Regions from separate parts of the Mus musculus genome. Here all the other regions are linked to region 2. The links are chromatin contacts, called in public Micro-C and targeted proximity ligation maps. All regions are on one chromosome and are shown on one strand. The core of a region is the stretch at or near the end of the contact, and the rest is flanking DNA. Distances in the headings are between cores, read along the strand shown. Region 1 overlaps Ak3 (adenylate kinase 3). Region 2 holds the start of Rcl1 (RNA terminal phosphate cyclase-like 1). Region 3 has its middle 48 kb from the start of Gm41829.

What was found. Hi-C and Micro-C count contacts between places; a contact is called where the count stands out from the background.
Region 1: a Micro-C map of stem cell-derived neural progenitor cells shows a contact between it and region 2, with 4 times the contacts expected there. A contact is called at or near these places in 2 of 484 Hi-C or Micro-C datasets (rod photoreceptor and stem cell-derived neural progenitor cells), 4 of 130 datasets of targeted methods (the SCID.adh cell line, bone marrow-derived macrophages, embryonic fibroblasts and 1 more) and 3 of 9 other capture datasets (adipose tissue, liver and pancreatic islet).
Region 3: a targeted proximity ligation map of CD8 T cells shows a contact between it and region 2, with 8 read pairs. A contact is called at or near these places in 2 of 39 promoter capture datasets (fetal liver and liver), 3 of 484 Hi-C or Micro-C datasets (CD8 T cells, the HL-1 cell line and nephron progenitors), 10 of 130 datasets of targeted methods (CD8 T cells, the SCID.adh cell line, bone marrow-derived macrophages and 5 more) and 3 of 9 other capture datasets (adipose tissue, liver and pancreatic islet).

The regions. Positions count from the first base shown.
Region 1 is chr19:29,022,913-29,027,073 of GRCm38.p6, forward strand. Ak3 (adenylate kinase 3) reads right to left here. Exons shown (of 5, transcript NM_021299.2): 4 at 3,300-3,418; 5 at 1-34. It also overlaps a transcript of Cdc37l1 not described here. Among named protein-coding and RNA genes, the nearest start is that of 1700018L02Rik, 22 kb to the right of the region's middle.
Region 2 is chr19:29,099,449-29,103,625 of GRCm38.p6, forward strand. It overlaps Rcl1 (RNA terminal phosphate cyclase-like 1), which reads left to right and starts at 1,927. Exons shown (of 9, transcript NM_021525.2): 1 at 1,927-2,192. The coding sequence starts at 2,057.
Region 3 is chr19:29,195,830-29,199,593 of GRCm38.p6, forward strand. No RefSeq gene overlaps it. Among named protein-coding and RNA genes, the nearest start is that of Gm41829, 48 kb to the right of the region's middle.

The DNA.
Region 1 (4,161 bases), core at 334-2,833, 77 kb before region 2:
TGTTCCAGAGAATGTTTCCAACACCCCTTTTTTCCTAAAGATGAAAAACAAAATAGGTAGGTAGATTATACAGATCTGAATGTCCTAATGCGCTTTTTCCAAACAGTTTGTAAAGTTCATGTGAGTTTAGAAGTCCTGATGTGTATTTAGGTCTCTGATCCAGGGGCAAGAAACTTGACTGGACAATGCAAACTGTAGACTGCAGTTCATGTTTTGTCTTCTGGCATAAAGAAAGGGGCTCTTTAAAAGGCTGTCAGCTGTCATACTGAGACTTTGTTGTTGGTTAAGCCTATACTAACACTTTACAGCATGCCAAAAGTCCAGATGCTCCTCCTCCTGGCAGATACACTTGTCTTCTGGGTAGGTACTCAGCCTCAGTCCCCAGGTTGGCGGATTCAAAACGGGGCCATCAGCCTCCAGGACATCACCTTAGCCTTGCTTTGTCCACAGAAGTCTCTAACACTCATTATCCTATCTTTGACCGAGTTCCCTTTTCTCCACTGTTCTACCTCCCTGACTTGTTTTTTCTGTCAGGGTTCTCCGTTTATTCTTGCGGGTTGTCTGGCTCATCACTATACGGACCAATGGTTGAATATTTATTTTTGTTCCAGTGCTCAATAGGGAAACGGATGAAGAGTGGCCCTCAGAATCCCGGGATTTGCTTCTCAGAACCACCTTAAGGTTCTGAACACCCCTAACCCACACACGTTTCTTGGGCGTGCACACTGGTTCGCAAGTCATCCATGGGCCAGATAAAGAATGCTTGATTTATGACTTTCCAAAACCAGGCTGTGATGGCTCTGCGCCTTTCTCACTGGGCTTTCACTTGGACAAAGGGGTCCCTTTATTGACACCTTGTAACATTTGTGTGGTTAACTTAAATAATAGCCGCTGCTTTCTAAGTAAACTAGCATTGCTTACTGAGAAGAAATGCAAAGGGGGTTATTTGTTGTAGCCGTTTAGCATGTAAAGTCACAGGCTGGTAGAGCTTTCAGAGAAAGCAAGCTTTGAACAAGATGCTTTAGTCCTGAGCTATGGGGCCAGGAGTGCATTGTTGCCTGACTGTTCTATCCTTAAGATGTACCACGTGAACGTTTGCCAATTATAATTGCTCTGCAATGGAATGGAACCAGCTACAAAAAACTAGTCTTCTAAAGAGTAAGAACATCACATCTCCGATCAGATGAACATTCCAGGCTGGAAAGAATAGGGCTTTTTAAAAATAAGCGGTTTAAGATAACAATACCGGCTACTATGTAGCTTCTTTTTAAGGCTCTTCCTGTTTTCCTGTAAGCCCAGAGGTAAATGCATGGGATCTTAGGCAGAAAAGCTTGAATTTGTATGGAAGAAGTGGCAAGAGCCCAAAAAGAAAGACACCCTCCACCCAACCCTGGGCTCCCCAGTCGCTGGTTTCTATAGTTTTTCTCAACTTGCCACATTTTGACAGAACTAATCCCTACGGGTACTTCCTCTCTTCACAGTCCCTTAGTGGTGCTTTTTATCTGCCCAGACAAAGCACCCTCTGTTCTGTGTCCTGTGAACAATCACGCTCACCACACTCGGTACATGAGGTTCTAGTAAGATTGTTCCCAAACCTCACAACAGTGCGTGGCTGGAGCTAACCACCATCAGCCCCATGACTTTGGCTGGGCCGTGGGGAGGTGGGGCGGACTGTCCCTACTGTTCAGTTAACTGAAGCTGGCAGGAGCTGAGCTAAAATCAGAAGACACTGCAACCGCTGGTGACTGAAGCCCCAGGGCCAGCTGGCTGTATTTGGAGCCTACCCCCCCACCCCCCGCCCCCAACACCATTTGTTTAAGCCAGTGTGAGCAGTTTCTGATGATAATAAGCACATGTTATATCTCACTGCTGATAAATCTTGTTCGCCCAGTTCTCATTCTTGGAGGCTCATAGGAACTGAGTCTGATTGTCTGCATGGACAAGGACCTGGCACAGCGCCAGCAGAGCACCCAACATCGATTCAGTAGCCGAGGATTCCTCAAGCCTTTCCCAGGCTTCTCACTTCAAGTCTCTTCTGGTTCTCTAAAGCAATATACTATATACCGACTGACTGAAGTAAGGAGTCGGTGACACGGAGATGAAAAGCCTTGTCATAGAGCTGTCAGTCTTCAGAGGCAAACTTGATAGACAAATACAAACTTAAGTGATGGCTGCTGTAGAAAGTGAATTGGCAACTCTTGTAATTTCACCCTCCAGAAATAAACTATTAGAAGTATTGGGACAGTTTGGAGGCTGGCTATGAATTTTCCTGCATACTTATCCCAGTGCAGCAGTAATGGCCACAACAACAGCTAATATATGTCCAGTGCGTATTGTGCACCCGGGACAACTCACTTTCAAGCCTCCAGCCTCACCTACGTCTCATGAAAGAGAAACCAGACAGAGGTTAAGCAAGAAGTGAAGGCCATGTTAATGAAATACTAAGCTGGGGTTTGAACCTAGGCCTTCTGACTCTGGTATCAATGCTAGTTTTGCAACAGCAGGTACTGCTTTGCCCCTGAATCGTGCGGGATACAATGAAAGCAAAGAGTAGCACATTTCCTGGAAGAAGGAAGGGTGGAGGAGACCAAACTGCTTCTTGGCCTGAGTCAGGTATCAGCTCTAATAGTTCTCATATTCTCTAAGATACAGATGTCCTTGTAGAGCAGACAAAAATGTGAGTGAGCTTTCAAAGACATTTGACCACATACGTGATCCTAAAGCTTGCTGCCATTTGAAATTCTATGCTTCAGTGTCCTCTCAGCACACTTGGTGGGCACTACTGTAACTGGTGCCCCAGCACTGCTTCCAGCCATCCACTCCATGACAGAATGTGGGTGGAAATGGAGCCTCCAAGCCTTGGATGTGGACTAGTCTGTACTGGCCCTCCCAAGCCCCAGGACTGATGTTGGAACTGGCAGAAGCCCAGCCCTGCAACAGTAAGTATGAGGTTTCCTGAGCATGGCTGTTCTGTCTCATAAGAATGATGTTCAAAGCAAAAGTTTGTTTACTTAATAAAAGGTCTACTCAGCCCTTCACGAAAGAGGATGGCATGGCCTTTCTGGCAAAACCAGCAACCACGCAGGAACGAGGAGGACCAAGTCAGTACATAAAAGCAGGCGAACCCAGGAGACTGAAGCCCTGCCTACTTTCTGGTCGTCTTTTCTTTACAGAAGCCTAGAAATGTCCTTAATGCTTAAACCAGCTGGGATCAGGTCCTCTGGTAGCTTAGTATTTCAGCTGTGCAGTATGGAAAGTCAAAACCTTGCTTGTGCAAGCTGAGAAGAGCAAGAACTCACTGGTAATACTGCAGGACCGGCTCTGTCTGGGCTTCATAGGCCTTTAGTCTCTTGATCACTGTCTCTGGTTTGTCATCCTCGCGCTGAATCAGAGGTTCTCCGGTCAGGTCATCAATGCCCTAAGCAGCAAGCAGAAGAATGTCAGCTCGGCAGGACAGAATCCATTCAAGCACCAGTCACAAACCTGTGCTCAAAGCAAACAGGATCCAAACTAAAGGCAGAGCTGTGCAGCTGCCACGAGACTCCAGAGTCATTTCCATAGCACTATATGGTTTGGATTTGGAAGCCTCTTCCTTCCCCCATCCCTCCCCGCCCCCAGGCCCAAGTCCTCAAGGGTTGGCCCCCAGACGTGGGATACTGGAAGAAATCCCAACTGTGAGCCAGTATTGCAAATCCTCACAGCCTCTGCCCTTCACTCACACTCTGGAACAGAGTAAAAAAAATAATAATACATGCTTTTTTTCTGTGTTAGGTTTCTCATTGCTGTAACTAATACCTGAGAAACACAACAAGGTGGGGGGGAACAACTGTTTATTTGGGCACATGGTTTCAGAGGGTCCAAATCTTGGCTGCTTGGGCTCATTAGTCATGGTTGGAGTGGGGGTGGGGGTGGGGTGGGGTTTTATCACAGGATGCACAAGAAGCAGAGTGGAGAAGGGGCTAAGGATCATTCATAGGTTGCAGATGTCCCAGTGACACACTTTTTCCAGTTGTGATGGACCTCAAATATTATGCCACCATCTGGAGACTAAGCAGACACCACACTGAGCTGTTGGATCCATTTCCTATTCCAACCATAGCACTTCTGAATGACTAACAAGCCTATTAGCACGGGGACGTCTCTTACCACCAGGCTGCAGGA
Region 2 (4,177 bases), core at 677-3,176:
AGCTCTCTTCTATGTGGCTTTTGCTGCATTCCAACTATGCTGAAGACGCTTCTCCCCTACCCCCGCATCCCCCAGAAGGTTTAGAAGTCTAAAAGAATAGCTTAGTAAATGGAGCTGTCATTGTGATTCTGCCATTTACTGTGTTGCTTACAACAAGCTCCCCCTCCCCCTTCTACATCTCAGTTCTCAGATTTTATAAGTCAGGACTTATTCTCAATTGCCCAGAAGACGCGGAGGCAAAAAATGAGAGTGGACATAATTTATTTGAGAGTTATTTCTAGCACGTATCAGAGAGAAGCTGGGAAGGGATACAGGGAAAGAAGCCAGGAGATGGTGCTTAACCAAGAGGATGCCACAGCCAGAAACTGGAGCTGAAAGGACACCCCAGAGTTACCTCCTGGATGTGCAAAGAGAGCCTGGGTATTTCCATGTCAGCCCAGGACAGTCATTGCCTGAAGACTAGGAGAATTGATACCTCAGTACTATTGGCCTGCAATTCCAGGTGGGTTTGAAAATCTAGAAGCAGAGGTGAGACGCTGATGGAATAAAACTCAGAAGGTCTCCATTGAAAGCAGTGAGCTCTGAACGGATGTGAGCATTCTTTATTGAATAATATCTTTTTTCTAAAGACTATTGAGTAATTAAACGAGATAGCATTAAAAAAGAAAATGAAAAATCCATTCCTGATGTGAAAGTACCCCTGGTGCTTTAGTATTCTTCACAACAACGTTTAGAGGAGAGCCTATGGGTCCTGGAGCTTTTCCAAAGAACGCTGCCTGTCAGATGCCGCTTAGCTGTGTAAAGGCAGTCTTAACAGAATGGCGTTGTGGTAAGTGGGTTAGCTGCCTCAGTGGATTTCAGGGCTGATCCGTAGACTCTTCTCTGATGGCCACTGATGCTCCTCGGGGTTTCCTTGGGACTCTCACTCGCTTAGGATGGCCCCCTTTTTTTTCTTTCTCCAGCTTCTACTCCATCCTTCACTGTGCTTTCTGGGACTTAAGGTCTGGGGTTACAGCCCGTGAATGGCTGGCTGTAAACCTAACACTAAGACCACTGCGTTCCTAAGTTGGTAGTCATTTGATTGTTTTTTTAATGGAGGCGTGAAACAGTACAATATTTAGAAAGGTTTTGTAGTGCAAGCTTGGATGACAGGACAGATGGAAAAGCAAGATCTCCACCCACCCATCCCCCGTGCATGCATGAGCATGTATGTCTTGAAGTTATTGCAACTGTCCATTTTGAGTCATGCGAGGTTACAGATATGTCTTGACACCAAACTCAAAGAATATGAACGAAGGGGCAGCTGAGAAAGGGACAAAGAGAGGCCCCTCATTACAAAATAAGCAGCGGTCTCTTGTCTAAAGGCTCGGGGTCCTAGTTCAGGCAGCCTCTGACAGCTTGGCAATTTCCCGGGAGTGAAAGATTGCAGGCTGCACCTCAGAGGATTTCGGCTCAGACCCAGACAAGGCGCCTACAACAGGGTAAGCGTGTCAATCCTGTTCTCTTCGGTGGCAGGAAAACGCGGGAGAGGCTAGCTAGCATCCTTGCCCGGGGCTGCCGTAGGTACGTTGCTAAGTACCACCAGCTGTGGGCACCCAGGCGGAGCCATTGCCTCCTTTATCGCATAGGCCGTGAAAGTCCGGCACAGACAGACAGACAGACCCCCAAGGCGTCTGGGCGCCGGGGTTTCCCCGCAGCACTAACTGGGTCCCTCCAGCCGCGCGCTGTTGCTGGGGCCCGGGCACCGCCCTCTTTCACTACCGGCCAATGGCAACGCGGCATGAGCACCGCCCAGCTACAGCGCAGACCAATGGCGACGCAGAGAGGGCAACACCCAGATCCCTCGTGGGCCAATGGTAGTGTGCCTCGGAGGCCGGGCCGCCCCAGCCAGGGGAGGAGGCGGGCGGGCGGCCGCTGGCTCCGCCCCGCTCCCCTCTGACCCGGTGTCTAGTCGCTCTGTCTTCCTGTTCTAAACCACGTGGACGCGTCGGGGGCTGCCTTGGTCCTGGTCGCGCTCCCGGGTCCCGGGTCCCGGGCCTCTGCGGACGGCGCGCACATGGCGACCCAGGCGCACTCACTCAGCTACGCGGGGTGTAACTTCTTGCGCCAGCGGCTGGTCCTGTCCACCCTGAGCGGGCGACCGGTCAAGATCCGCAGGATTCGCGCCAGGGACGACAACCCGGGCCTCCGAGGTGACTTGGGAGGGGGCGCGAGGAGGGAGGACCCGGGGTCGTAGCCCGGAGTGGCCACTGGGCGCGTGGGAGGGATGGTGGTCGGGCGACAGATCTGTCCGCGAGCTGCGCCACGCGTGGAAGGATGCCCTGTGGCTCCTGGGCACGGGTAGTAAACAGCTGCACGTTTTCCTGGCTAGCTTGTTGCTACGAATCGTAGGCATCGCCCACTCGCTTCCCTCTCTTGAGTCTCTTGCTTTCGCCATAAACCTCCCTGGAGAAAAACAAACAGTTTATTGGACCAACATCTAGTGATTGAGTGAGACATTAGAGAGAAAAGTACCACAGATTGGTTTCCCAATCTCATCCAAAGCAGGTCTCTGAAACCGCTGCCCCGCTTGGACACCAGTTTTTGTCGCCATTATTTATCTCCTCCCCCCCCCACCACACCCCCGCCCTATCTCTTCGGAAGTGTATTATAAAATTTTATTTTTAAACGATGCGCTTGTTTCTATTAGTCACCGATGTGCGCAGTAGCGAAGCTTTGTAATAGGGTTTTGTTTTGTTTTTCTTGAACCGGAGTCTCATGTTGCTCAGGTTGCCTTCAAACTATGTATGTAACTGAGGATGCCCTTCAAGTCCTGTTCCTTCTACCTCCCCACCTCCCGAGTGCTGGGATTACAGGTCTGCTCCTGAGCGCTCAACCAAGATAGTTTTTACGTCGTAGACGTAGTTGTCTTGGCTTAAGGAAAAGGAAGGCCAAACATTAAACTGCAGGCTTCAAAGGTCTTATTGATTTATCTGTCTCACAAAGGTAGATAGATAGGTTGAACCCATCATTTGAACCCGCGTCTTGTTAAATGGCTTTGGTTTGCAGCTGTTCCCCTAGAATTTAGGTGCGTGTTCAAAAGTGTCTCCAAGATCCCTTCTGATAAAGACAATTGAACCAATTAAAACCAAAAAGAGAAAAAAAAAAAAAACTATCAGTAGCCTGAAAGGGGGGGGGGGGTTGTAGTTCGTTCAGGAGACCTCCTGGGTCAGGCTGGTATGTTTATTTTTGCGAGGTTTTTTTTTTTTTTTTTCTTTTCTTACTAGAGGGCTAGATTATTTCATCATGTCTGAATTTTTTTTTAATAATTTCATTGCTACCACTGTAAACGTTTTGTGCATGGTGATGGAAATAGGTTAGGAAAGAAAAAAAAAACAGAAGGCTTGTTAAGGGAGTGAGTAAAGTCTGTCTTCCCTGTTGGAGAGAGCACTGGGCTTGGTGACACAGCCTTGTAATCCTAGCACTCTGTAGGCTGAGGCAGGAGGATCCCAAGTTCAAGGCCAGCTTGGGCCACACAGTGTGTCTCTGAGTTAGAGGTCAGCCTGGTCTACACTTGTGAGTTCTTTTTTTTTTTTTTTTGGTTTTGTTTTTTTGTTTTTTGTTTTTTTCTTTTTCGAGACAGGGTTTCTCTGTGTAGCCCTGGCTGTCCTGGAACTCACTTTGTAGACCAGGCTGGCCTCGAACTCAGAAATCCGCCTGCCTCTGCCTCCCGAGTGCTGGGATTAAAGGCGTGCGCCACCACCGGCTGGCTCACTTGTGAGTTCTAACCTAGCCAGAGCTGCATAGTCAGACCTTGTTTTGGGAAAAAAAAAAAACAAGACCGTTTAACAGAAACAAAACCTGAAAGCAAACAGTCAAAAACCTCAGAGTTTGAGGAGAGATGATGACTAAATTGGTTGTACTCCATTCTCTCAAATCTCTTACCCCCACTCCCTCTGCACCCCCAGTTTTAAATCTGGTCCTTGGGAGAGGTTATTGCTTGGGCTGCTGTGTTGTGTTTCCAACCCCAGATTAGCCTAGAGACCTTGCTTCTACTGTGACCACTGGGCACAAGGTTTTACTTTAATTAATTAATTAATTAGTTAATTAATTAATTAATTAATTAATTAATTAAGATTGCAAGTGCTTTAGCATGGAGACTTGGGCTTTCTTTCACAAATATGTTACCCATAAGATA
Region 3 (3,764 bases), core at 467-2,966, 96 kb after region 2:
CACTCAGGAAATTCCCTTGATAATGTCTCCCTGTTCTCTAGTCTACCCCTACTATACCAACAGCCTGGCTTGTGGATGTTTCTGCCACATCTTGAATCTTTCCCACTATACCTCTACATCTTGTTTTTTGTGTTGCTCCCTGGGAAACTCCTTTGCTTAGTTTGCCAGCTCCCTGGTTCACTCTTCAGCCATCTTCACTTTGTTCTTCAGATCAATAGTGAGCTTTTAATTTTGGCAATGATGAGTTGATTTCCATGTACTCATTGGCACTTCAGTCCATTTTGTTCTTTGACATAACCAAATCTCTGGGGCTATTCATTATAATTTATAGTTTCTCTGTGGTACTCACATGTGTAACTAAAGTGTTTCCCGTTATTCTGTCAGAAAGCCCTCTTCTCATGACAATGGCTGCAAGACTCGTGCTCCAATATCTGCTTGCTTGCTTGTTTGTTTCAGCATGGTAATAAAAAGAAAAGCTACCATTTTAAGTGTGCAATGGCTTGATAACATTCACAGTCACCATGTTGTGTGATTATCGTCAAAATCCATTTCTAACAGATGCCATACCCGTTGAACTTTAGTGTCTTCCAGCTGCTGGCACCTTTTGTTATAATTCTGTGTTTCTAAAGATATCTCCTCATTGAGTGCCTCCTATCAGTTCAACAGCATAATATCTATCTTTTTGTGTCTGGATTATTTCACAGATTGTAATATTCTCACTGTTAACCCATGGTGTACCATGTATCACAATTCTAGTCTTTTTAGAAAACCGAATCTCAGTCTGAGTAATTCTGAGTTTAACTTCGTATGGAATGCCCTTGCCGATTTCCAGTGATTCTTTATTTTATAGCCCCAACAATGCACAATGCTGGTTTCTGCATATCGTCACAATACTTATTTCTTGTAAAGATATATTTATGTTTACATACCACTGTTGCAGCTCCTATGTAAAGTGGCATTTCGTTGTGATTTTAATAATTTACAGTTCTCTAATGACTTCCCTGTACTCACTGGGTGAGTGTGTCTTCCTGTACTCACTGTGTCTCCGAGTGTGTCTCTTTTGGGTTGAGAGTGTGAATTCGTCTGATGGAAAGGCTACTCTCCCTGTAGAGGTGCTAACCACAGCTTTGCTGGGACAATGTCTCATTCTTTGGTGAGCTACCTTCAGAAAGTCTCTCTCATATCTAAGTTTGGATAAAAGTCACAATCACTGGCAGAGAAGAGAATCTGATAGCTATTCCCTCTTGTATATTAGGAGTTTTAGCTGCAGATATCAGAACACCTAGGTTGTACGATTGTACAGTGCTGGTTTTTGTGAGTGTCTCAGTTTTCTGTCCAAGAAATTGGCTTCACACAAAAGTGAGGTGCCACATATCTGCTTAGTTTAATTTTGAGGCATTCTAGAGTTCTTTGGAGAAACTAATGTGTGTGTGTGTGTGTGTGTGTGTGTGTGTGTGTGTATCTCAAACCTGGGACAAATGGCTAATTGAGGTACCTATTTAGCATATCAAAGCAGACATGGCCACCAGATTCTCTTGGTACCCCTTAATCTCTACCTGTTACAGACTATAGCTGGCATACCCAGTCTCCTACCCTAATCTTTTTCAGTCCAGGGACTTTTACCCTTTTTCCATTTTGGCTTCTTGGTCTCCTGGTTCTCCTTTCTACCCTCACATGGCCTGGCTCAGTCATGTTCACTCTGGACTCTCCCAGATGTCTCTGCCTCTGTATGTTTTCACTTTCATATCTACAATAAACCTCCTCCGCCACACCTAGGTGTCATCATTTCCTCCTTTTTCTTTCTTCTTTTCATCCAATTTCCTCCACACCTCCCATTTCCTCAGGATCTACTCTCTTTTTGTCTCTCACCTAAAAAAAGAACAGGCTCCTAAAAGATAATAACCAAACATGACAAAATAAAATATAAGATGAAGCCAAACCTATCATCATGAAGTTGGACACTACAGAAGGAATAAAGTCCCAAGAGCGGGCACAAGAGTTAGCGACCCACTCATTCTCACACTCAGGAGTCCCACAAAAGTACTGAGCTAAAAGATAGATATACACACAGAGGGTCTGGTGCAGACCTGTGTCAGCCTTGTGCTTGCTGCTCCAGTTTCTGTGAACGCCTATGCACCCTGCTTACTTGCTTTCGAAGGTCTCATTCTCCTGGTGTCCTCTGGCTCCTTTGACTCCTACAATTCCCTGTGCTCTGAGACTCACAAGGTCTGTGGAAACATTCACTTTCCTTTCTGTTTGCTTTAGAGTTGTTTTTACATTTCCATTAACATTTCTTCTATTGGGATCAAATTAAGGATGTCAGGCTTCCCAGAAAGGAAGCCACTGAACCATCTTGTTGGCCATTTGTTGTTGTTTTAAATCAAATAGAAGACATTTTGTGAAGGAAGTATAAACAGAAATAAGTCAAGTGAATAAAATCTACATTTTGAAATACATAACGTTTCAAATCTTTGAAGAATGTGGCTGGTTAAAAATAAAAGCCCATGTTGTATGCTATACCTTTCTAACATAAACAAATGTTTAGTTAGCCATAGTATAGCTCAGCATACTCCAAATGTCATGATTTTTCTATTTCCTCTGCCTGAAATACTTATTTGCCTTAAAGCTCTCCATAGATGTAGTTATTTGTAGTTTAGTCTACAGACTAGTATTGTTAATCCTAAAAACACCAGTAGAAAGACCACTGGCTCAAATCACCATGGTCAAGGTTTTTATAGCTCAGGGTTAGAGGGTTTCCAAATGGAGGGTTTAACAGGTCAATGGGCAGGGCTATGGAAGCAGAACATAAGCATAACAAGGTGGTCACAACAAGGTAGCCATTACAACAGGTGGTCGTAACAGCAGGTCGTTGTAACCGGTTGAAATAAAGATAGAGTGGCAAGATGGTCATAACAAGTTTTTGAAACAAAGACATGGTTGCCATTTCCTGGAACAGGCAGTACAGAACCATTTGTAATTAATGCCACAGTGGGACATAGCCCAGCCCTTGAGAAACAGAGTTAATCATAAACAGGAATGAACTTAGTTTGTCTTCACTATATAATGGCTTTCAAGCCTTACTTAGAATTCATCAGAGTTGGCCTATGAACTCTTTATCACCTAGCCACAAGATCAGCATAGAAAATTAAAGAGAGCATTTAGAAACATATTTAAAAAGAGCTATTCCTAGGGCATTATGTACAAAAGGAGTGTACTCTTTAGAACAGAATAGTGACTTCAGGAGTTGTTGAATTCAGACTTGGGTATGGCATGGGCTGTATACGAATACAGCATAGGCTGCATGCTAGCTACACTCAGCCCATCTACAAAACAGTGCATAACATACTAGCACAGTCTGGCCGCCCATGGCAAGAAGCACAAGGAGTATCCTCTACACAATTCAAAGCCCTCAAGTTTTGTAAGTCAAATCATTTATCTGTTTCTAAGCACAGTGTAATGACCTTTCCTTATCTACTGGAGTTTGACATCTTCCTCCTCCTTCTGCTTTACCTGGGTAATTAATAATGAACAGAAATGTGTCGTCTGTGGTTCTGGAGGCTGAGCTGTCTAAGATGGAGGGATATACCTAGTGAGGGCTTTCTTCTGTGTTATAGGTGGGGGAGGACATCACGGCTAGAGGAGAAGGGAAGAGTTGGGGGGTGGGTAGGGGGAGTAGAAAAATCCACAGGGGCAGGGAGGGAAAGAAAGAGAGGACAAACTTACTTTTGTGATAAGGACACTAATCTGTTCAGAAAGACATAGCC